2 separate regions of the Pan troglodytes genome follow, and region 1 is linked to region 2. The links are chromatin contacts, called in public Hi-C maps. All regions are on one chromosome and are shown on one strand. The core of a region is the stretch at or near the end of the contact, and the rest is flanking DNA. Distances in the headings are between cores, read along the strand shown.

The links. Hi-C and Micro-C count contacts between places; a contact is called where the count stands out from the background.
Region 1: a Hi-C map of a lymphoblastoid cell line shows a contact between it and region 2, with 2.9 times the contacts expected there. The contact joins the enhancer-like site here to the promoter of TRMT13 in region 2. A contact is called at or near these places in 4 of 7 Hi-C or Micro-C datasets (blood, induced pluripotent stem cells, a lymphoblastoid cell line and 1 more) and 1 of 1 datasets of contacts at active chromatin or transcription factors (stem cell-derived excitatory neurons).

What each region holds. Positions count from the first base shown.
Region 1 is chr1:131,366,797-131,370,645 of NHGRI_mPanTro3-v2.0_pri, reverse strand. No RefSeq gene overlaps it. Among named protein-coding and RNA genes, the nearest start is that of AGL, 41 kb to the right of the region's middle. Within about 2 kb of position 2,270, at least 3 of the 24 cell types and tissues checked have an H3K27ac peak or open chromatin away from gene starts, as enhancers often do. A contact at or near this core is called in a lymphoblastoid cell line, where this site is marked.
Region 2 is chr1:131,043,492-131,047,168 of NHGRI_mPanTro3-v2.0_pri, reverse strand. It overlaps TRMT13 (tRNA methyltransferase 13 homolog), which reads left to right and starts at 1,709. Exons shown (of 10, transcript XM_054668150.2): 1 at 1,709-1,890. The coding sequence starts at 1,744. It overlaps SASS6 (SAS-6 centriolar assembly protein), which reads right to left and starts at 1,584. Exons shown (of 17, transcript XM_513588.7): 1 at 1,325-1,584. The coding sequence starts at 1,389.

The DNA of each region.
Region 1 (3,849 bases), core at 1,021-3,520, 320 kb before region 2:
ACAACTGTCCATCCAATACCATTTATTGAGTTTTATGTCTTTTAAAAACTCCTGGTTTTATTTTGGGATCAAGTTGAATATCTGTGATGAGAAGAATAAATCCCTTTCTCCACCCCTGCCTTTTGGCACCACTGTGATGCTCTTAGACAGGTGTTCCATGCAAATGAAACTTTTTTTTAAATTAAGAATGCAGATTATATATGCAGGCCCCATAAAACTTTCTTTGTATGAGGAGTTGAGATAGCTCCTGAAAGAGAACTTATTTTAAAGAAATCAGGCACAAGCTGATTCAGTAACAGAGCCTTGGTGGGACAGAAGGGACAATTCTGAACAAAGAATGGTGTTTGACAACTATATTTATTGCTAAAAACAGTCTCCAAGGACTTATATTGCAGTCCTAGGAAGAGGGGAATGATGTAAGTAAAACCAAAGAACTGTGTATTAATTATTGCTGTGTAACAAATTACCACACATTTAATGGCTGAAAACAGTTCACATTTACAGATGCTCCTCAACTCACAATGGGGTTACATCTCAAGAACCCCACCATAAGTTGAAAATATTGTAAGTCAAAAATGCATTAAATATATCTAACTTACCGAACATCATAGCCTAGCCTACCTTAAACATGCTTGGAACACTTACATTAGCCCACAATCAGGCCAAATCATCTGGAACCACAGTACACTATAGAGTACCAGTTTTTTACCCTTCTGATTGTGTGGCTGACTGGGAGCTGTGGCTTGCTGCCACTGCCCAGCATGGAGAGAGAATACTGTACTGTATATCACTAGCCTGTGAAAATATCAAAATTCAAAATACAGTTTCTCCTGAATACTTACGTCCTTTGTCCCATCATGAAGTCACAAAAATCATAAGTTGAACCATAGTAAGTCAAGGACTGTCTGTATAAGCTCACAGAATCTGGGCATAGCTTAACTGGGTCCTCTCCTTCAAGGTCTCTCATCAGGCTGCAATCAAGGTGTTGGCCAAGGCTGTGATCTCATCTGAAAGCTCAACCGAAGAGGATGATCTGCTTCCAAGTTCATGTGGTTGTTAGCAACATACAATTCCCTATGTTTTGTTGGACCGAGAGCCTCAATTTCTTGCAGCTGACAGCCAGCAGCCACCCTCAGTTTCTTTTCACTGAGTCTCCCTAGCATGGCTGCTTGCTTCATGCATGCAAACCCAGAAGGCGATCAAGAGAGTCTGCTAGCATGTAAATTAGTGCAACCACTATGGAGAACAGTTTGGTGGTTCCTCAAAAAACTAAAAATTGAGTTACTGTATGATCCAGCAATCCCATTGCTGGGTATACCCAAAAGAAATGAAGTCAGTATATTGAAGAGATATCTGCACCCCTATGTTTGCTGCAGCACTGTTTACAATAGCTAAGATTTGGACAACCTAAGTGTCCACCAACAGATGAATGGATAAAGAATATGTTATACATATACACAATGGAATACTATTCAGCCATAACAAGAATAAGATCCCATCACTTACTACAACACAGATGGAACCGGAGATCATTTTACTAAGTGAAATAAGCCAGGCACACAAAGACAAACACTGCATGTTCTCACTTATTTGTGTGATATAAAAATTAAAACAGTTGAACTCATGGACATAGAAAGTAAAAGAACAGTTACCAGAGGTTGGGAAGGATAGTGTGTGGGGCAGGGAGAAGGTGGGAATGGTTAATGGGTACAAGAAAATAGAAAGAATGAATAAGACCTGTTTTATCATTTACCTATTTTATCATTTATCTGTTGTGCTATCGCACAACAGAGTGACTATAGTTAATAATAACTTAATTGCACATCTTAAAATAACTCAAAGAGTGTAAATGGATTGTTTGTTACTCAAAGAATAAATGCTTGAGGGGATGGATACCCTATTCTCCATGATGTGGTTATATCACATTTCATGCCTGTAATCAAAACATCTCATGTACCCCATAAATATATACACCTACTATACCCACAAAAATTAAAAAATAAAACTAAAAAAGAGAGTCTGTTAGCAATACAAAAGTTACAATACTGTCCAGTGTAATTGCAGTGTGACATCCCATCACCTCAGCCATATTCTGTTGGTTAAAAGCTAGTCACAGGTCTCATCCACACTCCTGTGAAGGGATTACATAAGCCATAATATCAGGGACAGGGACATATGGAGCCCATTTTAGAATCTTTCTGCCTCAAACTGGTTCATCAAAAACTCTGAAAGTCACTGGAGTATCAGCAGCATGCTTTAGTAGAGTGTAACATAAGAGAAGAAGAAAGTATTTAGTAGTGGAATCTTCTCGTCAGTGTAAGAGCACAGAGAACCTAGAGGGACTTGGGAACAATCTGAGGCTGAAGGATACTAAAACAAACTAGAATTCCTTGTATTTTTGTTTCGGACCAGCCTTAAAAGGGAAACATATTAAAGTCAGTAAATGTAAATAACCACACGGTGGCAGTAGATGCCAAGAAATTTTAAGTGTTACGTGTAACTGAGGGCATGGAAGAGCAAGTTTATCTCCCTATATGGCCACCCACGTTTTCCTTTCTGTCTGACTGCTGGAAGGAAAGGGGGAGGTAACTAGAATCTTTCCACACACTCATCCCTGAAGCACTACCTATAAAGTATTACCACTGAAGAGTGAGGACATAGACAGTTCACTGTATTCCTCCCCCAATTCCTAGAAGAGTAGTAAGGGTCTTAAGGCAGGAGAATGAGACCTCCTGAAATACTTATGAAGCCTTCCCTTATCAAGTACTCACAGCCAAATATTTCAGAGTGGCGTTAATTAAAACAATGTCATACTTGGTCTGCTGTGAAGCCTGCCTAGTTCAGAGTTGATACCACTGGGGAAATCCCAGGGGAAAATAAGTGTCAAATAAAAGAAGGAATATTATTTCCACAAATGAGAGACATTAAGGATAAAGGCTTAACACCATATAGGCATGCCTCACATATATATACAGTGCATATATTCACATGTACACTGTACAGAATTCCATAGTTAGCATTACCCAGTCAGAGTGACTAGATCTGGCATTAATAAAAGAGGAGGTAACTCAACAGAATTGAGTGCTCCAAAGAAGTTGTATTACGAGAGAGGTTTTATTGTCTGAGTTTATGTATAAACCGAGAAATCTTAATAAGACCTTTTCTGATTGTCTCATATCTTCTTAATTAGTCCATATCCAAAGGGGTTAATAACTGGCACTGTTCGAATTTGTTTAATCCTGAGATATTCTACAAAGGCAGTTTGGTGTTACAAAAGTGAAAGTTCCTTATATGTTTAGGTTTTCTTTTTTTCATAGACAAGGTCTCACTATATTGCCCAGGTTGGTCTCAAACTCCTGGACTCAAGCTATCCTCCCACCTCAACCTCCCAAAGTGCTGGGATTACAGGCACGACCCTCTGTGCCCAGCTACGTTCTTTTTCTAGGTAATATAACATTCCCTTTTGCTAATAGATGGGCCAAAGAGTTTGAAAGTGCCTCATCAAATCTAAAATGGTTGTGTTTGTTTTATATAAATGACAATGGTCCAATAGTTGGCTAGTCTTGGAGGGTTGGTAAATTTCTTTCTTTTTTTTTTTTTTTCTCTGAGATAGGGTCTCACTCTGTCACACAGGATGGAGTGCAGTGGCATGAACACAGCTCCCTGTAGCCTCTATCTCCCAAGCTCAAGTGATTCTCCCACCTCAGCCCCACAAGTAGCTGGGACCACAGGTGCAATCCTCCCACCTCAGTCCCCCAAGTAGCTGGGACTACAGGCATGCGCCACCAAGCCCAGCTAATTTTTGTATTTTTGTAGAGACCAAGTTCCACCATGTTGCCCAGGCTGGTC
Region 2 (3,677 bases), core at 460-2,959:
CATTGTATTTAACCCAATATACCCAAAAATATTGCCATTTAACACATAATATAAAAATTGACATATTTTACATTCTTTTTTCATAGTAAGTCTTAAAAATCCAACGTGCATTTTCATATGTAAAGCACAACAATTCAGATAAGCCCCATTTCAAATGTCTAATAACCACATGTGGCTAGTGGCTACCATACTGGACAGCATTAAAAGAATGATCAACTAAACCTACAGATCTCCATATGCAGCTGCTGGTTTTGGGAGCATCTCCTTGACCGGCTTGCCATTGATTTTTGACCGAATTCTGAACTATATATACTACAGTTTGACATTACTGGCAACTCAATAAGGCAATGTCTTCATTTTTTATGTTACATTTGTACACCACTTAGTTTTCACATACGATTTCACACCTGATCCTCATTACAAACACGTGAATACGCAAAAGATTTCACACCTGATCCTCATTACAAACACGTGAATACGCATGTTATATCAGTTTTACAAACGAGGAAAGAACGTTCAGAGAAAAAAAGAGACAACCATTGAGTGTTAGAACTGGGAAAAAAAAAGTAAGTCTCCTGACCTCTGGTCAAATCTATTTACGCCCCAATAATACCACCTCCTTAATCAAAGTTGCACTTCTCTGTGCGACTGGTCTTTATTTCCTCCAGTGATTGTAAACTCCATGAAGAAAAGGACTGTTTTTCCTGACCACTGTATTCCCAGTGCCCAGTAAGGTGTTTTACAAGGAGGCAATATTTATTGAATGAATTAATGACGTTTCTGCTTTTCTCATTTTTAGTCGGTTAAATGTAATTTACTTTTTTAAAGCAACTGATGTGAAGAGCCAAAGTACGCCACCAAATTGGTAGGTTTTTAAAAGTTGAACTTTACTGCCAACATACTTCAAAAGAGAACGAGGGGGAAAGGCTCGGAGCCAAGGCCTGAGTTCTAGTCCTGACCCTGCCATGAACTGGCTGTGAGCCCTCACGTAAATTTTTTTAACTTCTCTGGGCCAGAGTTCTTATCTGTCAAAAGGGAAGAGTAGGGCTATAATCTTCATGATTCCGTTCATAGGTAGGGTTTTTGACATTAACTTGATGTGAGCCGGCTTCCTAACTTCTCACACCCTTCCTCCAGTCCCCTCTGCAACGGCCGACTTGGTGAGAGAGGTAACCACCGGGCCCTCTGGGTTCCCTATCCGCTTCCTAGAGGGGCCGACTCGACACCTAGGTGCAAGGTGGATCCCACGGGCCAGAACCGCCATCTTTCCCCATTGGCCTGACCCCAACCGCCACCCGCGGGCACTGGATGACGCGGACCTTACCTCTCCTCACAGTCTTTGCATTTCACCTGCAACGGGACTAGTTGGTGGAACAGAACTTGGCTCATGTTGGCTCGCTGCCCCGGCTGGTGTGCAGAAAAGCCCAACAGGCCCGGCCCTCGGAATTAGCCTGAGACCTCCGGGTCCTGATAAAGTTTGAGTTTGGCGCTCGGCTTCTGCGGAGGAGGCGGGGAGGGAGAAACGAGGGGAAGGCGTAAGAGACTTGGCCCTCGCCAGCCACCATCGGATTCTTCCGGTTCTGCGGAGGATAAAGGGAAGACGGTTGTGGTAGTTCCGGGTATTAACCTGTGTGGCGCGGGCGCTGAGGCAGCCATGTTTGTTAAGGGAAGGAGACCCGAAGGAAGCTTCTAACTTTTCTTCCGGTTGCCGGATGCTGGACACCGGAAGCGAGCCCTAGAATTATGGCGACCTCCGCGACGTCGCCGCACGCGCCTGGTTTTCCAGCTGAGGGTAGATGCGGTTACTATGTGGAAAAGAAGAAACGGTTCTGCAGGATGGTGGTGGCCGCAGGGAAAAGATTTTGTGGTGAACACGCTGGAGCCGCGGAGGTGTGGTATCGCCCTACTCTCTCAAGAGTCGGAAATAAGTATCCTGGTCCTGTCGGTGCTGGAACCCGGCCCCTCCCCTCTTTGACAGCTTTCTGCTTGTGTCTCCTGGATTCTCCAGCTTTCACTTTAATAAACCCAGTTTTGCCCTCCTTGCGGAGCGATTATGAGTTCTAGTGATGAGAAATTTTTTATTTTTCTAAGTAAAGCGCCAGCAGTGACCCATTTATCTTGATCTATTTATCTCGATCTTAACTCATGGTAATGCTAGGTTTTAATTTTTACCCCAAGCTACCGCTCCGTCTTCCTGCTGGAAAGTGGTAGTTTAGAAAAAGTAGTGATTGAAGTCCCAAAGGTTTCACTAGTTGTGTTCTAATTGTTATTTCATGAAAGAGAAGCACTTCTCGTGAATGCGGTTGGAAGAAACTTTCTTTTAAAAATTTAGACTTGAGGCCCGGCGCGGTGGCTCACGCCTGTAATCCCAGCACTTTGGGAGGCCGAGGCGGGCGGATCACTTGAGGTCAGGAGCTCGAGACCAGCCTGGCCAACATGATGAAACCCTCTCTCTACTAAAAATAAGAAAATCAGCCGTGGCGCGAGCTACTAAAAATAAGAAAATCGTGGTGGTGCGAGCCTGTAACCCCAGCTACTCGGGAGGCTGAGGCAGGAGAATCGCTTGAACCCAGGAGGTGGAGGTGGCAATAATCCAAGATCACACCACTGCATTCCAGCCTGGGTGACAGCCAGACTGAATCTCAAAAAAGAAAAAAAAAATTTTTTCGACTTACAGTTTTTAGGAATGCAACTTTGCTGGAATGGGAAGGAAAGATTTTAAAATATATACGAATTGACCTTTTACAATTGAGAACAAGGCATACAATTTTGTTTGATAATTATGCATATAAATGTACTATCAAACACTTTATATTTGTATATATGTATATTACTTTAGGATATATATGAGATGGGAAAATAAAAACCAGAGGAGCAAAATGCTCATAGGAAGAGAGCATGTCCTTATAGTTCCACAGAACTATAAAGAATAAACCAAAGCGATCAGCATCAGATTTCATGCTTCTGAATGTTCAGTATTATTTGCATTATTTTATTTCTTAAGGAATTTATTCTTCTAGACAATATCCAGTGCAGATCAGTCCCCTGACCCCCTTCATCTGCCATTCTCCATCATAGTTGTAGTCTACTTCCTATTTTGTTTTGACTGGCATTTACCAAAAGTGAAGCATACTGAAACAAGGACATTCTTGTTTTGGAATATGGGAGACGTGATTTGTTGTGGGAACTCTGAATTATGCCCATAGTCTATTGACTGGTTTTGAGGGGACTGGCAAACATCCCTTGTTGAAGAATGAGAGTTATGATAGGAGAAGGATTTAGACTCCACCTTATCCAGATATAGGGAAGGTGAATACAAATAGTGATGATAGTAGAATATGAATAAATCCTTACAAGCTGATTAGTATTCCTATAGAGGAACGACATGTTGTCATTAGACACTTGAAGAGAGACCGCAAAACATCAAGTGGAAACACTTTTCATGACTACTATCTCGTTTTAAATTGTGGCTATCCTCCTGAATCTGTAATTTATGATGTAACTGGATGTTGTGTTTCCATCTTTTTTTCTAAGTGTCATATATAGCTGTGATGACACCACTCATTTTTACCTAGTGGTTCTCGACTGGGACTGATTTTGCCTCCAGTGGACACTTGGCAAAATGAAGACATTTTGGTTGTCAAACTGAGGAGTATCACTGACATCTAATGGATAGA